Regions from separate parts of the Mus musculus genome. Here region 1 is linked to region 2. Evidence: chromatin contacts called from public HiChIP or PLAC-seq data. All regions are on one chromosome and are shown on one strand. The core of a region is the stretch at or near the end of the contact, and the rest is flanking DNA. Distances in the headings are between cores, read along the strand shown. Region 1 overlaps Plxdc1 (plexin domain containing 1). Region 2 has its middle 6.3 kb from the start of Epop.

Region 1 (4,265 bases), core at 602-3,101, 320 kb after region 2:
TAGGTCTTAGATGTCTAATGGAGAAGGTAGTCGCCAGAGTTGCTAGTCTGATGGCGGAGGCAGGACACAGGCAATGGAACCCAGGCACAGAGGCAAGAGCAGAACAGAAAACAGTAGTGCCTGTTCTCTGTGGTCACCAGATGGAGGAGAGAAGTGAGGAGTTCCTCAGGGGATAATTTCACATCTCCCTGTGTGGCTGATGCAGATACCACAGCAGGCTGGGTTTCTTTCCAAAGTCTCCCTCAGAGGAGCATCTGGGGCCAACCCTTATAGCAGGCCAGGGAAAGCCAGTGAGCTGGGCTGTCTCAGCACTGCCTGGAGCTGTCCCAAAAGCACCTCACAGGAGGCAGCATCAGGGAGGTCAAAGGCTCCCAAGGCTACCTCGGCTACGGTGATGCCCCGGGCATCATGGATCATTAATCAGGCTGCAGACACAACAGAGCAAACCGTGTTCTTCCTGCTGAGCAAGCCAACTGCCAGTGCTTGGCCTGAGCCCAGTGGAAGCTGGGAAGTGGGGCCCTGGCCACTGTATGCCTGCAGAGAGGCAGAGCATGGCTCCCTGTGACAAGCAATTCCCTGTGAGAACATTTTGGAGCTCTAGGGTTGGGGTGGGCTAAGGGTGGGGGGGGTAAGTAAAGAAACATGGGATGGGGGGATTCTGCTGGAACCACCTGCTTTTGCCAGGCTACACTCCCATTTCAAACAAAATAGTTTAATAAAGGCCAGCTCTGGCTGGAGAGACGGTTCACTCCACACTAACAGTGCTTACTGCTCCGTCAGAGGACCAGGGTTCAGTTCCCAGCATCCACACTGCGGGGTTCACAGTCACCTGCAAACGCCAGCTCTGAGGGACCTGGTCTCTGTGGGCACCACGTGCACATACACATAAATAAAAAGACAATAAATCTTTAAAAAAATAGAGCTTAAAATTTTGAAAAAAAAAAAGAAAATCAGCCCCCACTCCCCTCACCCCAACTTGTTGGTTTCATTTTGGTTTGCTTTTGAGACAGGGTTTCTCTGTGTAGCCCTGGCTAGCTTCTGTAGACCAGACTGGCCTCAAACTCACAGAGATCCTGCCTCTGCCTCCCAAGGGCTGGGATTGAAGGCGTGCGCCACTACTATACAGGTTGATTTTAACACAGGGTCTCAATCGAGTAGCTGAGGTTGGCCTAGAACTTGCTGAGGTTGGCCTAGAACTTGCTACGTAGCCAAGACTGGTCTTGAACTCCCAATTCTCCTGCTTCTACCTCTCAAGTGCTTAGGATTTCAGGCATGTGCAACCATGCAGCCTTAGATGACTGCTCCTGCTTCAACGTCAGCCCCTGACATGCAGAAACAAGGGAGTCACCTCTGTACCTTTGGACCAAGGTTCTCCCTCACCTGATCAGTGCTCAACAAGTGTGTGGGCGTCAGGTGGCACGTGTTTCTAATCCCAGGGACTTGGAAGGCTAAGACAGGAGGCTCACGAGTTCAAGGCCAGCCAGAGCTACATAGAGTCTGGGACAACCCAGGTAACTTGTTGAGCCTCTGCCTCAAAATACAAGGAATAATAAATAAATAAGCAAACACAAAGCAAGTGAAAGCCCAGCTTGGGACCCAGCTCAGCGTGAGAGCACATGCAAGGTGCAGGGTTTGTTGCCCAGCAACAGAAGAAATTCCAACAAACTGCATTTGAGGCACAATATGCCCTCTTATGACTAAGAGACCAGTGAGGAATGGGTTGCGAATTTGAAAATAAACCTGCCTCATCAAAACTCAGGCTGAAGGCCTGGCTGGCTCTGAAGGGGAGGAGTGGGAAGGACATTCCATTCCTTGGGCATGCTGCGGTGGCTTTAAGCTCAGCCTCCCTAAAGGTGTGTCCAATCCCATTCTCCAGCATCCACAAAGGTGACCTTCCTAGAAACAGAGTCTCTTCAAGTAAGTAGAGTCAAGGTCACCCTGGATTAGAGAAGTTTGATTCAATGGCTGCTGTCTCTGTTGTTGTTGTTGTTGACGACATGGTCTCTCTGTGTGACCCTGGCTATCCTGAAACTCACTCAGTAGACCAGGCTAACCTCAAACTCAGAGATCCACTTGCCTGCTTCGAATAAAGGCATCACCACCACAGCCCAGATGCTATCTTTATCTCTGGAGGGCAAGAGCCAGACAGAGGAAATGAGACCCAGGAAGTCATGTGATCGCAGAGGCAGAGACTGGACTGATGTCCTTAGGCCAAGGAGGGCCAGGGATGCCCAGGAGTCGCCAGGAGCTAAGAGGCTGGCAGGAGTGGCTCTTCCCAGGGCCTCCAGAAGGAGAGTGGCTTCAGACTCTAGGCCCGGGAGAGAATAAATGTCTTACAGCAGAAAATGAATTCAGGTACCCTCAGCTGTAAGCTGCTGTGGTTCCGTGGGGGCAGCCTGGAGTTGTTTGCCTCCCTCCCTGTCACTCCCCTGCTTAGGACACCCTGGCGCTCAGTTAGAGAGAATGAATGTTGGACCTCTTACCACAGTGTGCTAGGCCCTGTGGGCCAGAGCCTGGCGTTGCCTAGACAACGTGCATTCCAGATTCCTTGTCACTAACGGAGCATCAGAGTAAGCAATATGTCCAGCATACAACAGCACAACAGAAAACAAACAACTGGCTATGGAGATTTTAATGGGGTCTTTGGGAAGAAATCCAATTTAACTGCTTGTCCCTGTTAGCTTTTTCCTCCTCCTCCTCCTCCTCCTCCTCCTCCTCTTCCTCCTCCTCCTCTTCCTCCTCCTCCTCCTCCTCTTCCTCCTCCTCCTCCTCCTCTTCCTCCTCCTCCTCCTCCTCTTCTTCCTCCTCCTCCAGTCTGGCATGCAGACCTGATAGCTGGAGCTCCAAAAACCACATTGTAAGTTTAAGGGCAGGTACCACATCCTAAGGATGGAAGGGTACAGAGCTGGGTGGGGCCTAGGTTTTTGATGACACGTTGGAAGGATGGCTCTTAAGTCTCTGACGCCTGTCACCTAAACAAACTTTAGATGGCAGTGGTCTGATCCTGTGCCCACCCCCACTCCTGCACCCCCCTTTTTCTCCCTCTTTACTGGGTGTCTCTCTGTTCTGGAAATCATCAACACTTGTCTGCCTCAGGGCCTTGGTGTCTTCGGTCCCTAAAATTTTTTTTTCCATGATCCAAAAAGGCCTGGTACAAATCCCTGAAGTCCCAGAACTACAGCCATCCTCAACTACAGTGAGTTTGAGGCTAGCCTGGGCTACATGAGACCCTGTCTGGGGCGAGAGTGGAGTAATTGGCTGCTCAGTAAGTGCTCAATCCCTTAAGAGGCTAGCCCACACTCTGAGCTATCTGATCTGGCTTCTTCAAGTTTTCTTTCATTAAGATGTACGTACTTCTGGGCTGAAGATGAGATGGCTCAGCTGTTAGAGGATAGGCTTACAACCAACAACATAAGGTTTACTTCCTTCACGTGTGTGAGTGTTTTGCTTGCATATATGTCTGGGTACCAGGTGTGTGCACAGTGCCAAAAGAGGCCAGGAGAGGTTAGCAGATCTCCTGGAACTGGAGTTATAGACGATTGTGAGCCATGATGTGGGTGCTGGGAATTGAACATGGGACCTGCAGAGGAGCAGGAGTGTCCTTAACCTCTGAGCCACCTCTCCGGCCTTTTTAAAGGACTCTTATACCCATAGGATATGAGTTCCTTCAGGTCAGGGGTTGCATTCCTTAGGGAGCTCTGGCCCAGAGCAGGGCTGGCTGAGCAGGACCCAGGACTCAGTTCAAGGCCTGCACAAGCTCTGTCTGTTTTGCAGCTTCTATCATTGGCTCTCGACATGGATCGTGTTAACATGCAGGTGTGACAGCAGGAGAAAACAGGGTTTCGGGGACTTGGGCAGCCGTGTTGAGGGTGATGACACACGGTAACTGAGAGAAGAGTCAGACTCTGTCAGCCTGCTTTTCAGGACTCACAAGGCAAGAGCGTCCCCAAACCTGGGAGGAAAACTGCCATACTCTGACACACAAACACATCTCTTGTTACCTCCTTTAGAAAGAGTGGGGACTCTGGGAATGTGTCTGGATGGCTCATTGCTCTGAGTCTTGTCCACCATGGGATAACAGGTAGCAAGGGCCACAGCCTGTAATAGCATTGTCCACAGCCAGGTGGCAGCCAGGTCCACAGCCAGGTGACAGCCAGGTCCACAGGCATGTCTGTTATAGCCACATCCACAGCTAGGTGATAGCCAGTCCATAGCCAGGTGACACCCAAGTCCATAGCCTGTGATAGCCTAACACTCAGCTGCAG
Region 2 (4,395 bases), core at 519-3,018:
GAGATCTGAGTTTGAGGACAACCTGGTCTACAGAGTAAGTTCCAGAACAGCCAGGGCTACACAGAGAAACTCTGCCTCAAATACAAAGAAAGGAAGAAAGGAAGAAAAAAAGAAAGAAAGAAAGAAAGAAAGAAAGAAAGAAGAAAGGGAGGGAGGGAGGGAGGGAGGGAGCAAGCCCTGTACCATCATGAGGGCTTAATTAAACAAAAGTAAACTCACATCTTCGTGATCTAATCCTAGGCTGAGGAACTGCTTGCCTAGCAAGAGGCCCTGGGTTTGATTCTCAGTACTATGTAAAGCAAGCCAGAGCGATGGCTCATCAGAAAAAGACACCACCGAGCCTCAGGTCAGTCCCTAGATCCCACATGTTAAAAGGAGAAAGATGACTAGTGCAAATTATCTTCCATCTTCCTGCAACATTGATGATGGGGAGGAGGAGGAGGAGGAGGAGGATAAAAACAGCCATGGTGGGCCACACCTGTAACCTCAGCTCTCAGGGATGGAGGCCAGAGACTCAGGAGGTACAGGCCATCCTCAGCTACATACATAGTCAATTCAGAGTCAACCTGGGCTACATGATATTTTCTCTTGGGATCAAAATCCATTTTTAAAAAATATTTATTTATTATATGTAAGTACACTGTAGCTGTCTTCAGACACTCCAGAGGAAGGCATCAGATCTCATTACAGATGGTTGTGAGCCACCATGTGGTTGCTGGGATTTGAACTGAGGACCTTTGGAAAAGCAGTCAGTGCTCTTAACCACTGAGCCATCTCTCCAACCCCCAAAATCCAATTTTATTAGTAAGATATCACTTACCGGGCGGTGGTGCGCATGCCTTTAATCCCAGCACTTGGGAGGCAGAGGCAGGCGGATTTCTGAGTTCGAGGCCAGCCTGGTCTACAAAGTGAGTTCCAGGACAGCCAGGGCTATACAGAGAAACCCTGTCTCAAAAAAAAAAAAAAGTAAAATATCACTTATGAGAATTCGTATTCCCATTTGCAGTAACTCCCATCCCCAAGCCCAGGGGACCAGTCTACTTAATGGCTGAATAGAGCTCCCATCTCTGGACACATCTTAGGAATGGAACTGTGTGGTCTTTTGTCCTGGCTTCTTTCATAAAAGTATAATGGTTTTGAGGCTTTTCCGTACACAAGTGATCACTCATGGACTGGTAGTTTATTCCTTTTTGCTACTGGGTGACATCTCAGTGTATGAATGGGTAGACCCTGCTTGGCTTACCCAGTCACATTTGGGTTGTTTTTTACTTCTTGGTTATAAATAATACGATCATGAACACTCGAATTTAAGTTTCTGTCTGTGTACCTCAGTGGTAGAACATTTTATTTAGCATGTCCAACGGCCTGGGTTTCATTCCTAGCACTGCAAGGCAGACAGACAGACAGACAGACACACACACACACACACTGTTTTGTTGAAGCAGGGTCTCTATAACTTCAGAATCACTATGAAGGAGACTGGCCTTGAACTTTGAACTCCTGGTCTAGGATTTAAAAATATTTTAAGGGTCTAGGGAGAGGTGGTTCCGTGTGTAAAGTACTTCCTGTGGAACCGGGAGACCTGAGTTTGGATTCCCAACACCCATGTAAAACGGTGAGGGAGGTAGCAAGAGCCTATAACCCTAGTGCTGCGAAGCAGAGACCAGAGGATCCCTGGTGTTATTCAACCAGCTGGTGCCATTCAGTGAACTCCAGGGTCAATGAAAGATTCTGGTTCAAAAAGTATGCAAATATGGTGGGTATCTGCAGAGGAAGGTACCAGTGACCTCCTGCCTTCACAAGGCTGCACACACATCTGCATACATATGCTCTAATATACACACACCCCGGGCGGACGGATGGACGGACAAATATAGCGAGGGAGGGGTTATCCCCGATGGACAAAGATAGCGAGGGAGGGGTTATCCCCACCTACACAAGTCATTACCGGGCTGGGAGTGGTGGTGCTTTTCTCTAATTCCAGCCTTTGGAAGTGAATGCATTGTGTAGTCAGGGTTATCATCCTGACTACACAAAGAGTTTGAAGCCACCCTGAGCTATCAGAAATCCTATCTCAAAAGACAAAGGCTGGGTGTGGTGGCTCAGGACTATAATCTCAGCACTCAGGAGACACAGCCAGGACCACCAACCTGACGCCAGCCAGCGGCTTTGTGTAGGGAATTCCATCCCAACCTCAGCTACGGAAGAACAACCCATCTGACTGCACAGCATTGCTTTCTCTTACACATCTAGTTGACAGTGGAGTTGCCAGATGATTAAATGGGGGCGTTTCTGTTAGGTTTATTTATCTTTTTAGTGCCGGGGATTTAGTGCCCCTGAGCCCTGTGTGATCTAGAGAGCGCTTCCTTGCTGCCCCACACATCACGAGGCCTATGTTGGACTTTATACTTACTTATTTGTGAGCATCCATGTGTGTGTGTGTGTGTGTGTGTGTATGTGTGTGTGTCGTGCAAAAGTATGTGTGTGTACATGTGTACATGTCCATGTATGTGTGTGTGTGTTCATTTGTTTTGTTATTTTACCTGTATTTATTCGCCTTGTCTTGCTGGCATGCGGCAGAGCCAAGGTTCAAACCCAGGCAGCCTAATCCACACTTGTTACCATAAGGTCTGGGCATGCTGGCCCACAACTGTACTCCTTGAATGTGGGAGGCAGAGGCAGGAGGGTGTTGTGTTCAAGACTAGTCTGGGCAACTTGGTGAGACTTTGGATGTATAGCTCAGTTGGCAGAGTACTCTCGCAGTGTGTACAAGGCTCAGGGTTCGATCTCCATCAGTGCACACACACACAAATATTATAAAGCTTAAAAGAATTTGCAGACATCCTTTTTTTTTAAATAAAACGTTATCTTATTTATATGAGTACATTGTAGCTGTCTTCAGACACACCAAAAGAGGGCATCAGATCCCATTATAGATGGTTGTGAGCTACCATGAGGTTGCTGGGAATTGAACTCAGGACCTCTGGAAGAGCAGTCAGTGAGCAATCTCTCTAGTCCACAGTCACCCTTTAATATCAAATAGTGCAAGCTCATGTCTGTGATCTCAGTACTTGGGAGGTTGAGTCAGTCAGGTCAACAGGAGTTCAAGAACAGCCAGGGCTACCTTGTTTTAGACACACACGTGTGCACACACATGCACACACACACACACACACACACACACACACACACACACACGCACACACGCACGCACATACATGCTGTGATGGTGCATGATATTAATCCCAGCACTCAGGAGGCAGAGGCAGATGCTACAGAGTGAGGTCTAGAATAGCTAGGACTACACAGAGAAACCCTGTTTTGAAAACCAAACCAAACAAACACACAAAAGAAAAAAAAAGGCCCATGTACAAATTTCTAATCATTCCAAGCTGAGTGGTGCTGAAACCCTGTCTCAAAAAATAAAACAAGCAGGTGCTGGAGAGGTGGCTCAGCTGTTAAGAGCACCTACTGCTCTTCCAAGGGTCCTGAGTTCAATTCCCAGCAGCCACATGGTGGCTCACAACCATCTGTAATAGGGATCCAATGCCCTGTTCTGGTGTGTCTGAAGACAGCGACAGTGTACTCACATACATAAAATAAATACATCTTTTTTTGTTTGTTTTTGTTTGTTTGTTTTTCTGAGACAGGGTTTCTCTTTATAGCTCTGGCTGTCCTGGAGCTCACTTTGTAGACCAGGCTGGCCTCGAACTCAGAAATCCGCCTGCCTCTGCCTCCCAAGTGCTGGGATTAAAGGCGCATGCCCAGCTACATCTTTTTTTTTTTTTTTTAAGTAAATTAAACAAGCAAAAAACAAATTTCTAATTACCTCCTAATTTAAATTTTGTTGACTTTAATAAGTGGTTAATGTCTCCTTACTTTCTTTCTTTCTCTCCTCTTTCTCACGTGTTTGAGTGTTTTGCCTGCATGTATGCCTGTGTACCTTGTGCATGCTCAGTACCATGTGCTTGCTTGGTCAGAAGGGTGTTGGATCCCCTGGAACTGGAGTTTGGGTGGTTGTGAGCTGCCACGTGGGTGCTGGGAGCCAAAACTTGGTCCTCTGCAAGAGCATCCAGTGAGCTTAGACATCAAGCATCTCTCCTGCCCTCATCTTTGGTTTTCTCTGAGGCAGAGCCTAATCTAACCCAGGTTCACCTCTGACTCCCTGTGTAGTCAAGATGACCTTGAATTTCTGATCCAGCTGACTCCATCACCCATGATCTAGGGTTACAAAGAAGTGTCACCATGTCAGCAGAACCCAGACAAACTGTCAATCACTGTATTTCAAACTTAAGTGTAGGTGAGTGTGGTGGCCATGCCTTTAACCTCAGCAGAGGCAGGCAGAAATCTGCAGATTTGAGACCAGCGTGATCTAGACATCAACTTCCAGGACAG

The links. HiChIP or PLAC-seq counts read pairs in DNA pulled down with a chosen protein or histone mark.
Region 1: a contact with region 2 is called in an H3K27ac HiChIP or PLAC-seq map of embryonic stem cells, with 5 read pairs. The contact joins two enhancer-like sites. A contact is called at or near these places in 1 of 115 datasets of contacts at active chromatin or transcription factors (embryonic stem cells) and 1 of 9 other capture datasets (pancreatic islet).

Annotation. Positions count from the first base shown.
Region 1 is chr11:97,956,975-97,961,239 of GRCm38.p6, forward strand. The region is part of intron 2 of Plxdc1 (plexin domain containing 1); the gene reads right to left. Among named protein-coding and RNA genes, the nearest start is that of Plxdc1, 27 kb to the right of the region's middle. Within about 2 kb of position 1,852, at least 62 of the 459 cell types and tissues checked have an H3K27ac peak or open chromatin away from gene starts, as enhancers often do. A contact at or near this core is called in embryonic stem cells, where this site is marked.
Region 2 is chr11:97,633,808-97,638,202 of GRCm38.p6, forward strand. No RefSeq gene overlaps it. Among named protein-coding and RNA genes, the nearest start is that of Epop, 6.3 kb to the left of the region's middle. Within about 2 kb of position 1,769, at least 5 of the 459 cell types and tissues checked have an H3K27ac peak or open chromatin away from gene starts, as enhancers often do. A contact at or near this core is called in embryonic stem cells, where this site is marked.